3 separate regions of the Sus scrofa genome follow, and all the other regions are linked to region 2. A link is a contact called in public HiChIP or PLAC-seq data. All regions are on one chromosome and are shown on one strand. Each heading gives the region's core, a stretch centred on a gene start, on an enhancer-like site or on the middle of the called end of the contact. The rest is flanking DNA. Distances are from core to core; before and after follow the strand shown.

What was found. HiChIP or PLAC-seq counts read pairs in DNA pulled down with a chosen protein or histone mark.
Region 1: a contact with region 2 is called in an H3K27ac HiChIP or PLAC-seq map of alveolar macrophages. The contact joins the promoter of LIPT2 here to the promoter of POLD3 in region 2. A contact is called at or near these places in 1 of 47 Hi-C or Micro-C datasets (liver) and 1 of 2 datasets of contacts at active chromatin or transcription factors (alveolar macrophages).
Region 3: a contact with region 2 is called in an H3K27ac HiChIP or PLAC-seq map of alveolar macrophages, with 6 times the contacts expected there. The contact joins the enhancer-like site here to the promoter of POLD3 in region 2. A contact is called at or near these places in 2 of 5 promoter capture datasets (fetal liver and liver), 11 of 47 Hi-C or Micro-C datasets (alveolar macrophages, blood, embryonic fibroblasts and 7 more) and 2 of 2 datasets of contacts at active chromatin or transcription factors (alveolar macrophages and skeletal muscle).

What each region holds. Positions count from the first base shown.
Region 1 is chr9:8,839,096-8,843,053 of Sscrofa11.1, forward strand. It overlaps LIPT2 (putative lipoyltransferase 2, mitochondrial), which reads right to left and starts at 1,512. Exons shown (of 2, transcript XM_003129640.5): 1 at 1,035-1,512; 2 at 1-235. The coding sequence starts at 1,482. The coding sequence ends at 6. It overlaps LOC106504801 (a long non-coding RNA gene), which reads left to right and starts at 1,539. Exons shown (of 3, transcript XR_001298608.2): 1 at 1,539-1,629; 2 at 2,103-2,218.
Region 2 is chr9:8,904,658-8,908,620 of Sscrofa11.1, forward strand. It overlaps POLD3 (polymerase (DNA-directed), delta 3, accessory subunit), which reads left to right and starts at 1,834. Exons shown (of 14, transcript NM_001244235.1): 1 at 1,834-1,972; 2 at 3,289-3,344. The coding sequence starts at 1,913.
Region 3 is chr9:8,803,065-8,806,593 of Sscrofa11.1, forward strand. The region is part of intron 1 of LOC106504800 (a long non-coding RNA gene); the gene reads left to right. All of the region lies in intron 1 of LOC110255398 (a long non-coding RNA gene), which reads right to left. Among named protein-coding and RNA genes, the nearest start is that of KCNE3, 17 kb to the right of the region's middle. Within about 2 kb of position 1,612, at least 10 of the 83 cell types and tissues checked have an H3K27ac peak or open chromatin away from gene starts, as enhancers often do. A contact at or near this core is called in alveolar macrophages, where this site is marked.

The sequences.
Region 1 (3,958 bases), core at 262-2,761, 66 kb before region 2:
GCCCTTCAGTTGGGGCTGTCCTCTGAGATCAATGTGCACTTGTAAGTCTCCTTAAAGGCCTCAAGGAAAGATGGTATGACTTCATCCACAGTGACGTGCCTCTGCAGTTCCTGACTCAGGGAAGTGACGCCTGTCCCAACCAGCCCACAGGGCACTATGTGCTCAAACCACGTGAGGTCCGTGGAACAGTTCAGGGCCAGGCCGTGGGAGGTGATGTGCCTTCCGCAGCGGACTCCTGCAAGGCAAACCAACGGGTTTTAGAATGGATATTCTCCCTCACCAGGCTTCAGGATCCCTCTCAGTGTGATGAGGAAACTGGGCTAGACCAATGACTTTCCTACTGTTTCTAGAGCACACAAAGGGTACAGATTAGGGGAGGGGGCAAAATGGGAGGGGAGGTGTGTGGCTCCACAGTAGCAGCACTTATTATGGAGATTACAGAATATGTCCTTTAACAAAGAGATTCTGTTGCTTAAAAAAAAAAGTTTGGGAATTCCTGTTGTGGCTCAGCACCCAACGACGCTCGTATCCCTGAGGACGCGGGTCTCATCCCTGGCCTGGCTCAGTGGGTTAAGGATCTGGCATTGCTGGGAGCTGTGTAGGTCGCAGACGCTGCTCGGATCCCACGTGGCTGTGGCTGTGGCTATGGCAGAGGCCGGCAGCTGTAGCTCCAATTCGACCTGTAGCCCAGGAACTACCATAAGCCGAGGGTAGTCCTTAAAAACACACACACGAGTGTCAAAATTTTTGTCACCCTCATTGTCTTCTCCTTGTGACGTAACCTGGCAGTTCATTTCTCGTGTCTCTCCGTTAGTAAAAATAAGCATTGAACGAAGTGACCGGAGGGGCCTTCTGGTTCTGAACTATCAGTAGAGAGGTTTAAAAACTTTTAAACGTAGCGAGTAGTCCTGATTCAAAGCCCGCGCCAGGTACACCTCCTCCCACCCGGAGCTCTGCTCTCAGCACCATTGGTCCGGCCCCGCCCCCGCCCCGAAGGCCCCGCCCCCGGCCCGGCCCCGCCTCGAGGCGCTCACCAATCGCGCAGATCTTCCGCTCTCCCAGCCAGACGCCGGTGTAGGGCGGGGGCCGAGCGCGGGCGCCGGGTAGGCCCTGGAGCTCGCACAGGCGCACCGCCCACGCCTCCAGCGCTGCCACGTGGGTCCGCAGTCGCAGGCCAAGGGGTCGGAGGTCGAGTACCGGGTGGCAGAGCAACTGGCCCGGGCCATGGAAGGTGGCTAGGCCGCCACGACCAGTGGCGCGCACTTCGGCGCCCAAGGCCCGCAGCCGCGCCGCCTCCTCGGCCGTCAGACCGCCGCGCAGCCCGGCGGTGTATACGGGCCCCGCAGGCTCGCAGAGCAAGAGCACGCCCGCCTTGGTCCCTGACTCGGCCTGCAGCCGCCGCAGCCAGCGCTCCTGCAGCGCCAGCAGTTCGGCGTAGGGCACCTGACCTAACCTCACCAGCCGCACCACCGGTAGTCGCATCGCTCCGGCCGCGGCGTCCGCGAGGCCCCGCCTCCTGCCTGGACCTGGGGGCGTTCCTTGAAGGGCGGGGATTCAGGGGATTGTCCCGAGTCTCTGCGGGTGAATGCTTGTTGGGAGGTCGAGAGACTGTACAAGACTTAGGACAAGGTATATCTCTTTCATTCCTTCATTCCAACAAGTATTTAGGCACATGACACAGTAGTGCATAACTTATGAAAAAAATCTGTCCTGGGAAGCTTACATTCTTGCAACAGAGAATAAGCAAGTATTTAGCATTAAGTGAATAAGCTTTTTTCATATAGTGATAGCTGCTATGAAAGGAGAAGTAAAATAGGGTAATTCAAGTCCTGGGTGGAGTTCCCCCGAGGAAGAGGGAGGTTAACATGAAGGAGGTTCTTTGGGGAGAACGTAGTTTCAAGGTCAAACCTCTAAGGCAGCAATGGAAGCAGAATTAGGCAGGAGAGGTTGAATTGTGAAACTATTTTAGCAGAAGCCTCAGCCAATCCCAAAGAATGCTCTGAGCCTGGGATGACCTTCAGAGTAGTTCCAGATTAAAGAAGGAAGCCAGAAACTTAGATCCTTGCGTTGACCAGTGATAATTAGAGGCTATATCTGGACAGGTGCTGTAACTTTGGGCAAGGCTGCTTCCTTTGGTGGAGAGTGATTCCCAGAGAGGAACTGAGTCATGAGCAACGTCCTTTCAGAAGCTGAGGGAGTGACTGTCTAGATCCTGGGGGTGAGTCTGGATCACAGCACCAGTGTTGCATTGGAGTATAATTTAAACAAATCCAAATTCATTCAGTAAACTCAGTGAGTACCAACTATGTGTTAGGCCTAATGCTAGCTAGGTGAAGAGGTTACACAAGGCTATCCCATCCATGAATCACCCACAGCATGCAGAACTCAGTTTTTATGTCCTCAGCCTGTCCTCTGAACTGGTCTTCTAAGCTGCAGCCGAGGATTTTTCACATGAAAAGAAAGAAGAATGAGAAGAAGAATGCAGAATAGTATAATGTAACAAATTACTGCTCACCTACCATCCGGCCTTACCAAATTTTAATATTTTCCTACTTTTGCTCAGGTCTTTTTTAATTTTAGAAACTAAAAACATTGAGCACTCCCCTAGATATTTGAAAGGGCATTTCATAAGAATAGGCATTAAAATCCTAAACAAATACAAGGAAATTTTTCCAGCAATGTATAAATGCATTAATACATCATGATGAAGTAGTATTTATCCCAGGAATGCAAAATCGGCTTAACATTCTAAAATCAAACTGTAATTCACCCAAAAGAAGAAAAAGCATATGATTTTTTAAATCGATGCAGAAAAAGCAGTTGGCAGAAATCAACACCTACTCTGACTAAAACTCTCATCAGACGAGGAAGAGGAGAGAAATTCCCCAATCTGATGAAGGGTATTGTATCAGGATTTAGACAAGAGAGAAAACCACACAGGGAATATTTTAATTATATTTTTTATTTTGAGAAAATGGTCAACTTGCATGCACTTGTAAGGAAAAAAACTCAGAGGAATCCTTTGTACCCTTTACCCAGATCCCCTCAAATGTAGAGTATTGCCAGTGTCACACACAATTGGGATATTGACACTGATACAGTCAAGGTACCAAACATTTCCGTCACCACAAGGAGCTCTCCTGTTGCTTTTTTAGAGCAACACCACTACTTAACTCTTGGCAAACACTGATCTGTGTTATGTAAATGGAATCACACAGCATGTAAACTTTGGGAATGGGCTTTCTTCCCCACTCAGCGTAATTTTCTAGAGACTCATCTGGGTCGTTGCGTGTGTCCATAATCCATTTCCTTTTATTGATGTGTATTATTCCATGATATGGAGGGACCGCAGTTTAAGCATTCACCCAGTGAAGAATGACTCGGTTATTTCCAGTTTTCGGATATTCTGAATAAAGCTGCTACAGATGTGCACGTACAGATTTTTTATGTGACCGTCAATTTTCATTTCTCTAGACTAAGGGCCCAAAAATGTAATTGCAGGGTCATATGGTAGCTGCATGTTTATTTTCCAGACGCTGCCCAACAGCCCTCCAGAGGAGCTGTACCATTTTACACTCCCACCGGCCACGTGTCTCACGTTGTGGAAGTTTTTCCTCTAGTCCTCTTTTCCTGAGAGTTTTGATCGTGAAGCATGTTGAATCTTGCCAAAAGTGCTTTTTTCCGATGATCCACCATGTGATTTTTCTTCTTTAACCTGTCAATGTGGTATATTGCATTGATTGTATTTTTGGATTGATTTTTGAATGTTAACTAACCTTGCATCGCTGGAATAAATCCCATTTGATTGTGCTGTGGAATTCTTTTCATACACTGTTGTATTTGGTTGGTGAGTTTTCCAAGGCTTATTGAGTTCCTGGGCCAGGGATCAGATCTGAGCCACAGTTGCCACCTACACTGCAGCTGTGGCAATGCTGGATCCTTTAACCCATGGTGCCGG
Region 2 (3,963 bases), core at 584-3,083:
GCCAGTAGCTATAGCTCCGATTTGACCCCTAGCCTGGGAACCCCCAGATGCCCTGGGTGTGGCCCTGACAAGCAAAAAAAAAAAAAAAAAAAAAAAGTCACTTAGTTCTTAATTTCCAATACATATCCTTTTTTTTTTTTTTTTTTGGCATTTCTGCCATTTCTAGGGCCGCTCCCGCAGCATATGGAGGTTCCCAGGTAGGGGTCTAATCAGAGCTGTAGCCACCAGCCTACGCCACAGCCACACCACATCTGCAACCTACACCACAGCTCACGGCAACGCCAGGTCCTTAACCCACTGAGCAAAGCCAGGGATCGAACCCGCAACCTCATAGTTCCTAGTTGGATTCATTAACCACTGCACCATGACGGGAACTCCATATGTACCCTATTTTAAGGCTCTACTATCCCTCACTTAAAAATCTCCAAGAGGAGTTCTTGTCGTGGCGCAGTGGTTAACGAATCCGACTAGGAACCATGAGGTTGCGGGTTCGGTCCCTGCCCTTGCTCAGTGGGTTAACGATCCGGCGTTGCCGTGAGCTGTGGTGTAGGTTGCAGACGCGGCTCGGATCCCGAGTTGCTGTGGCTGTGGTGTAGGCCGGTGGCTACAGCTCTGATTGGACCCCTAGCCTGGGAACCTCCATGTGCCGTGGGAGCAGCCCAAAGAAACAGCAAAAAGACAAAAAAAAGAAAAAAAAAAGAAAAATAGACAATGGATTTCCATGTAGTCTAAATGACTGAGACAAGAGGAGAGGTACAGAATTAATGCAAGTGCTATAATGGAAGAGCAAAGAAAATAGCCAAAAAAAAAAAAAAAAAAATCTCCAAGAAAATGGAAGCTACTTGTGAACAGGCTCTGTGTAATACTGATCACAGCTGTATCTCCAGTACCCCAGCACCCAGAACAATGCCTGGCCCTTAGTGGGCTTTGGCTGACTTTACCTTGAATAAATGCATGTTGCAACCAACATTTGAAGAGGGTGCTATTACTATTTCCATCTTAGAGATAGGAAACAGGCTTGCAGTGGTTAAATAACTTACCTAAGTCCACACAACAAATATCAAAACCAAGATTCAAAGCCCAGGTCTAACTCTAGAGCCTGCTCCATTATCCATTAGGCTGCCCTACTGAAATTCACTGGCTTATGCTGAAGGGTATTTTAGCTGATGTTAGGAGACATTTTAGTTGGAATTCCCCAATTTGAAAACTTCTTGAGAATAAAGTTCACGTGTCCCCTCACACAACTTGGAAGGCACAGCATCCTTTGGATTCTTCTGTCTCATCTCTCATTGCCCTCTCCCAGCATTCCAGCCATAATGAAATTCCTTCTCTTCCCAGCAAACACTCCCCTCTCTCATCCCCTCTGGAAAACCTTCCCTAATTTCTCCATTCTGAGATTCTAACAGGCAGTACTTTATCACAGCTGGGAGGACTTTACTAAAATACTTGTTTATTTCTGTCTTTATTGTTCACTGCTGTGTCCCAGTGCCTAAGTGCCTGGAATAGATGGGGTACTTAATACTTGTTGAATACACGCATGCAAGGGCAAGGATTATTTTATCAGTTTACAAGTGGAAAGACTGCGGCTCCTACAGGTGAGCTATTTTGCCCTGAGTTGCTCACCGAGCGGCAGAGCTGAGAGTAGAAACCAAGGTTCTACAGACAGCGCCTGCAGGGCACGCCCGCACCCCGGCTCCTCACTTCCGTTCGCTCCTATTAGCCCCGCCTACTTCAGCCAGCGCCGTCTCCGAGCCTCGTTTGACCCTCGGCGGCCGCCGTAGCGCGTCGCTTCCGTTGCCGTGGGAAACGACCCGGGACGTGGGGGGCTAAAGAGACGTTTCCCGCCGGCGGGAGCCGCGGTTGTGGCGGCGCGGGGGAGCTCCGAGGCGGCGGGGCCCGGCACGGCGGCACCATGGCGGACCAGTTTTATCTGGAAAATATAGACGAGTTCGTCACGGACCAGAACAAAATCGTGAGGACTTCGGGCTGGGGGATGCGGGCGCGCGACTGGGGTCCTGGGCCCGGTGAGGCCGGCGGGGGCCTTGACCCCTGTGCGTGTGGCCGGGTGGGGACTGGCCGAGGGGGTCTCGTCCCCGTGCCTAGTGTCCCAGAGCGAGCGAGGCCTCGCCGGGGAGGAGCTCTCCTTGTCGCGCGAACCCGCGTCCCTGGGGTGGGCGTGCTGGGCTCTGCGCCCCGACCACGCGCCGCGGGGGTCAGGCGCGGAGGGAGGAGCGTTCATTGATAGCGTTTCTCAGGTCTCTCTACACCTGTCTGACAAGTTTGAAGTCCTAAGTTACCCTTGAGGAAATTTGTGTCTTAGCCGGGTTAAGTGATAAGTTGTGCAAACCCTCCGACCGTCCGTTGTTTTCCTCTTCCCGGAAGTTTGGTGTTGATAGAGGTTTGACCTGCCTCGCAGGGTTAGAGTCAAGATTCAAGTGAGACGATGAATGTGAGTGCGTTTCGCAAATCGGGAAGATTGAGGGCTTGCTGTGAGCTTGGATACACATGACTGCGTTTAATCTTTACAGCGACCCGCTAGAAGTCGGTGGAAGTATCCCTACAAAAGGCAGTTGAAGCAGAGGGACCAGATAATGTCTTTGCTTGCGGTTAGTAAGGGATAATCAGTTTTCCAGCCTAGATTTGTCTCTTGCTAGTGATTTCCTCCACATCACACCGCTTTTGCCTAACCTTTGTAAGTTTTCTGATTGTTGGAAACTCGACAGGTTGGGAGGAAGTGGCAAATGACAGGAGAGGTCAAGGAGGGATGGCAGGGGGAACAAAGCTTGATGCCAGTTGTTCCCAATCTCACCCCTGATACACTATTCAACCACTTCACTCATTACCTGACCCGGCACCACCTGTGGGCGCTCTAATGTTTGTATGGCTGCACCTTTCCTCAGAAGTTGGAGTCATACAGTCCAGAGTAACCTGGCTTCCGGTTGAGTTTGAAGATAGTTTCTGGTGGTGGCCCAAAAAAAGGCAGAATGTGGGGGGGGGCTTAGTAAAACAAGGAGTGTGAGGAAAGTAAGAGCTTTTCCTATGTATATTCAGGCTTTCTTTTTAGACTCTTTTGCATGAATTGATCTGCGATACAAACTTCTTAGTATCTGCAAGATAAATACCGTGATCCTCCCTGCCCAGACGGACAGCTCTTGGCAAAACTGGGGTGGCATCTAATGTAATTTATAATGCATTATCATCTGAGAGTAAGAATCTTGAGGAGCCCTTGGGACTGACCCTCACTCTGGAGTCATCATAAAACATTTAAAAAATTTCTTCTTCTTGCAGGTGACATACAAATGGCTGAGCTATACACTAGGAGTTCATGTTAATCAGGCCAAACAGTAAGTACAATTTATTTATTTATTTATTTTCGGTCTTTTTGTCCTTTAGGGCTGCTCCCGCAGCATATGGAGGTTCCCAGGCTAGGGTCTAATCAGATCTGTAGCCACCGGCCTACGCCAGAGCCACAGCAACTCGGGATCCGAGCCACGTCTGTGACCTACACCACAGCTCACGGCAACGCTGGATCCTTAAGCCACTGAGCAAGGCCAGGGATCGAACCCGAAACCTCATGGTTCCTAGTTGGATTCGTTAACCACTGCGCCACGACGGGAACTCCAGTAAGTACAATTTATTACTGTTTTAATCAGATTGGAAATTTTTTTTTCTTTTGCTGTGTTGTTAGTGTACAGGAAGTCTCTATGTTAAAACCACCCCCCCCCCCGGCCCTCTGGGGAAATGAGAAAGAATACTGTTTTGTCTATTATTTAGGAGGTGGGTGGACTTGTATACAAATGTGTGGTGATGCGTTTACTGGATTTATTTGTAGCCTTGTCTTCTGCTTCATCACTTTGTTACTTCAAGTTCATTAAATGGACTAGCTGATTTTATTTACATCTCAGATTTATATGGCTGTTGTCCCAAACGTCTTTGTAACGTTTTCACACGTGCGTGCTCCTC
Region 3 (3,529 bases), core at 362-2,861, 100 kb before region 2:
AGGATGTGGCTTCAATCACTGACCTTGCTTAGTGGGTTAAGGATCCAGCATTGCAGTGAACTATGGCGTAGGTTGCGGACGTGGCTCAGATCCTGGGTTGCCGTGGCTGTGGCGTAGGCTGGCAGCTGCAGCTCAGAGTCAACCCCTACCCTGGGAAACTTTATGTGCCACAGGTGCGGCCCTAACAAGCAAAAAATAAAATAAAATAAAATAAAAAATTAAATTTAGCTTTAGGAGTTCTCATTGTGGCTCAGTGGAAACAAATCCAGCTAGTATCTATGAGGACTTGGGTTCCATCCCTGGCCTTGCTCAGTGGGTTAAGGATCCGGCATCGCCGTGAGCTGTGGTGTAGGCCGTAGACTCCACTTGGATCTGGTGTTGCTGTGGCTGCCACATGGGCCGGCAGCTACAGCTCCAACTTGACCACTAGCCTGGGAACTTCCATGTGCTTCGAGTACGGCCCTAAAAAGACACACACACACAAATTAAATTAAGCTTCATGCTCATTAGCTAATAGGTTGGTGGGACATTCAACATCAGAACTTGTGTGGATATGCAAATACCTCAGGACTCACTCATTCCAAAAAACCTGAGGAGCCACCTTCAGTCCTTTGTAGTTGTAGTTCATTGTCACAGCAGGTGTGTTGCAATCAGATGTGTCTGGCCCAGTTGCTCAAGGCATCTACTCCTTCTATTCTAAACCAGGCCACCAAGAGCTATTATCTGGCTCCCAAAGCCATGGCTTAGTGTTTAATCCCCAGGTGCCATCGTGGTCACCACTGCCAGAAATCCTTGGAGAGAGCCATGTGCAGGTCCTTAGGTCCCCTCCCTCCTCCTGGCTCTGTAGAAATCCAACTCTGCTCCTCTTGAATCTCCAGCGCTTTCCCCTCCCAAAGAGTTCAGCTCTGTCCCTTTAAGGATGTATATGTTGAAACAGAGACCTCTAAATGCCTCCCCCATAAAGAAAGCCTCCCAGCTTGCAAAGGACTGACTGTCCTTCCAGAATGATACTTGAAGTCTTTTTGCAAGGTCCACAGCGGAAAAAAATTAATTGATTGGATTCATTTGTTCATTGGCATACAACGTTCTCCAACTTTTTCATCGTCTGCGAAGACTCCCATGACCCCTTTCTCCCTTGGCCACTGCCGTTCGCATGTCATCCTGTATCTGAACTGCAAAAACTGGAGGAGCAAGGAAGAGAAGGCATAGTGACAGACTAGATTATGTTGCCAATTCGCTCCGTTTCTGGGTGGGAACTGTCACAGCCAACGCTTTGGAATCCCATATCTCTCATCTTCTGAACCCCTTGGGAACAATGAGAGCGGCGGGTGGAAAAAAAAACTCAGCTTGGAAGCTTCGATTTATGGGAGTACATTTATATGTCCCCAGCAGCTGGGTGATGGGTGCGTGGGGCCCAGAGACCTGGGCAGAGTGCCGGGTGACAGAGTATTGGAACAGGCTAGGACACTGGTGTTCATGGAATAGGTAAAAGAAAAGGCAGCGTTAGACCATACCAGCAGTTTCCCCCGACGACGGCAGACAGTATGCTGGGTGGCTACCAAGTCAAAGGCAAGTTTAGAATTTAGCTCCGGCGCAGCAGCAGAGCTTTCGATGTGTAGTGCGGGGCCCTCTAGTGGCCAGTTCTTATTCAGTGACCATATCCTGCTGAGTTGTACACTCACTGCCAGCCTCTGTCCCTGCCTTGTCTTCATTTTGGTTTTGCTAGAACCAGCTATGTCCTGTCATCCCATTCCTGTCATTACTGACAACTCCTTTGGGACCAGCTCAGTGCTCGGGAACAGTTCTTGGGGGACCGACTGATTCAGACGGAGATGGAGAGCGGCATGCAGGTTTTGGGCGTGTGCTCTTGAGAGACGCATCAGTGAGGAAGTAAGGAAGCAGGGGTGGGCGGAGGGAGATGCTAACTCACAGTGTGGTTGTAGCTAAAACCTCAGCTGATTCTCCCGGGAGTTCTGGAGTGGAGATGGCCCCTCAGAATGGTCTCCAGTTGATGCCATGGAATCAGACGTTTGTATCCCCACATCGGTCTGTTGCTGGTCATGTGTGGGCCCCAGAGTGGGGTATAGCCTTGGGTAGAAGCGTTCTCTGTGGCCCAGGGCAGTGCGTAGTGAGAGATACAGCTGGGAGCTCTCAGCACGTCCCCAGCAGCTGGGTGATGGGTGCACTGGCCCCAAAGACCTGGGCAGAACATCACTGCATCACTCCCTGGAGTTTGCAGTCATATTCAGGGGCTCCCCAAACCTGTTGTCTGTACCTTTCCTTTGTCAGTTACCCCTAATGCGGGGAGGAAAAGTCCAGACACAGAAGTCCAGGAGCTGTAGATTCCAGCACAGACTCCTGCTGCATGACCTTAAGTATGCCATCTAAATTCTCCTGGCCTCAGGACTAGCAAGAGCGTTCGATAACCTGCTTCCCCATTCATACTTCACAAAGTGTTCTCACATCCTCTTCTAATTGAATCCACCCGACCAAACTCTCTAAATCAAAGGAGATAATGGAGATGCAAGTGTCTTGAAAGGTTGGAAGCACGATAGACGTGTGAGAGATTATGTGGCATAATTGTTCATTCCAGCAGTATTTACCAAGCACACGCTTTGTGCTAAGCCTTATCCTGGTTGATGAGGGCAGAGAGATGCATTAGGCATAGTTCCTGCCTGCACCTTTGCATTGTTTCTAAGTGGAAAAGACGCGCCCGAGAGAACGATGCCTAAAAACTCTCAGTAGTATAAGCAGGGCAGTAACATGGGTGAAAGAAGCCTCGACCTTTGCAGAGGAGGGGCGGAGGAGTTCAAACTAAAGCTCCATAGAAATAAAACTCCTTTATAGGTAGAAAAGCTGAAGTGGTGAGCTAAACCTTCCCCCCATGACAGCGGAGACTGTGCCTTTCTTGTTTGCTATTGTATTACTTTGCCAAACACATCGCCTAATATCTTGGGACTTAATATTTCTTAAATAAATGAATGAATGATAAACTAAGAGCAGAACTGTTAACCTGTAGCTGTCCCATAGAGATCTTCTGAGATGTTTGTATTTATTTACTTTAATTTTTTTAGGGATGTACCCGCGATATGGAGGTTCCCAGGCTAGGGGTCTAATCAGAGCTGCAGCTGCCAGCCTACACCACAGCCACAGCAACAGCAGATCCGAGCTGCATCTGCCACCTACACCACAGCTTACGGCAACATCAGATCCTCAACCCACTGAGTGAGGCCAGGGATCGAACCCGCGACCTCATGGTTCCTGGTCAGATTCATTTCCGCTGCGCCACGACAGGAACTCCTGAGATGTTTTTAAATAGTCTCATCCTCTCTCCAACTGAGGGAGATGCACCAAATATTCACATTGGCTCTTTTCCTGAGAAAGAGCCCTTCTAATCCCCCGGCAGGTCCTGTGGCTGATCTCTGTGTCCGTTTTGTACCTAGTGTTGAGGGAGTTAGTGCTGTAGGGACTCAGGACTCAGGGACCCTCCCTCAAGAGCTGTCCCAAGTGGCTCATTAGTCCCGTAAGC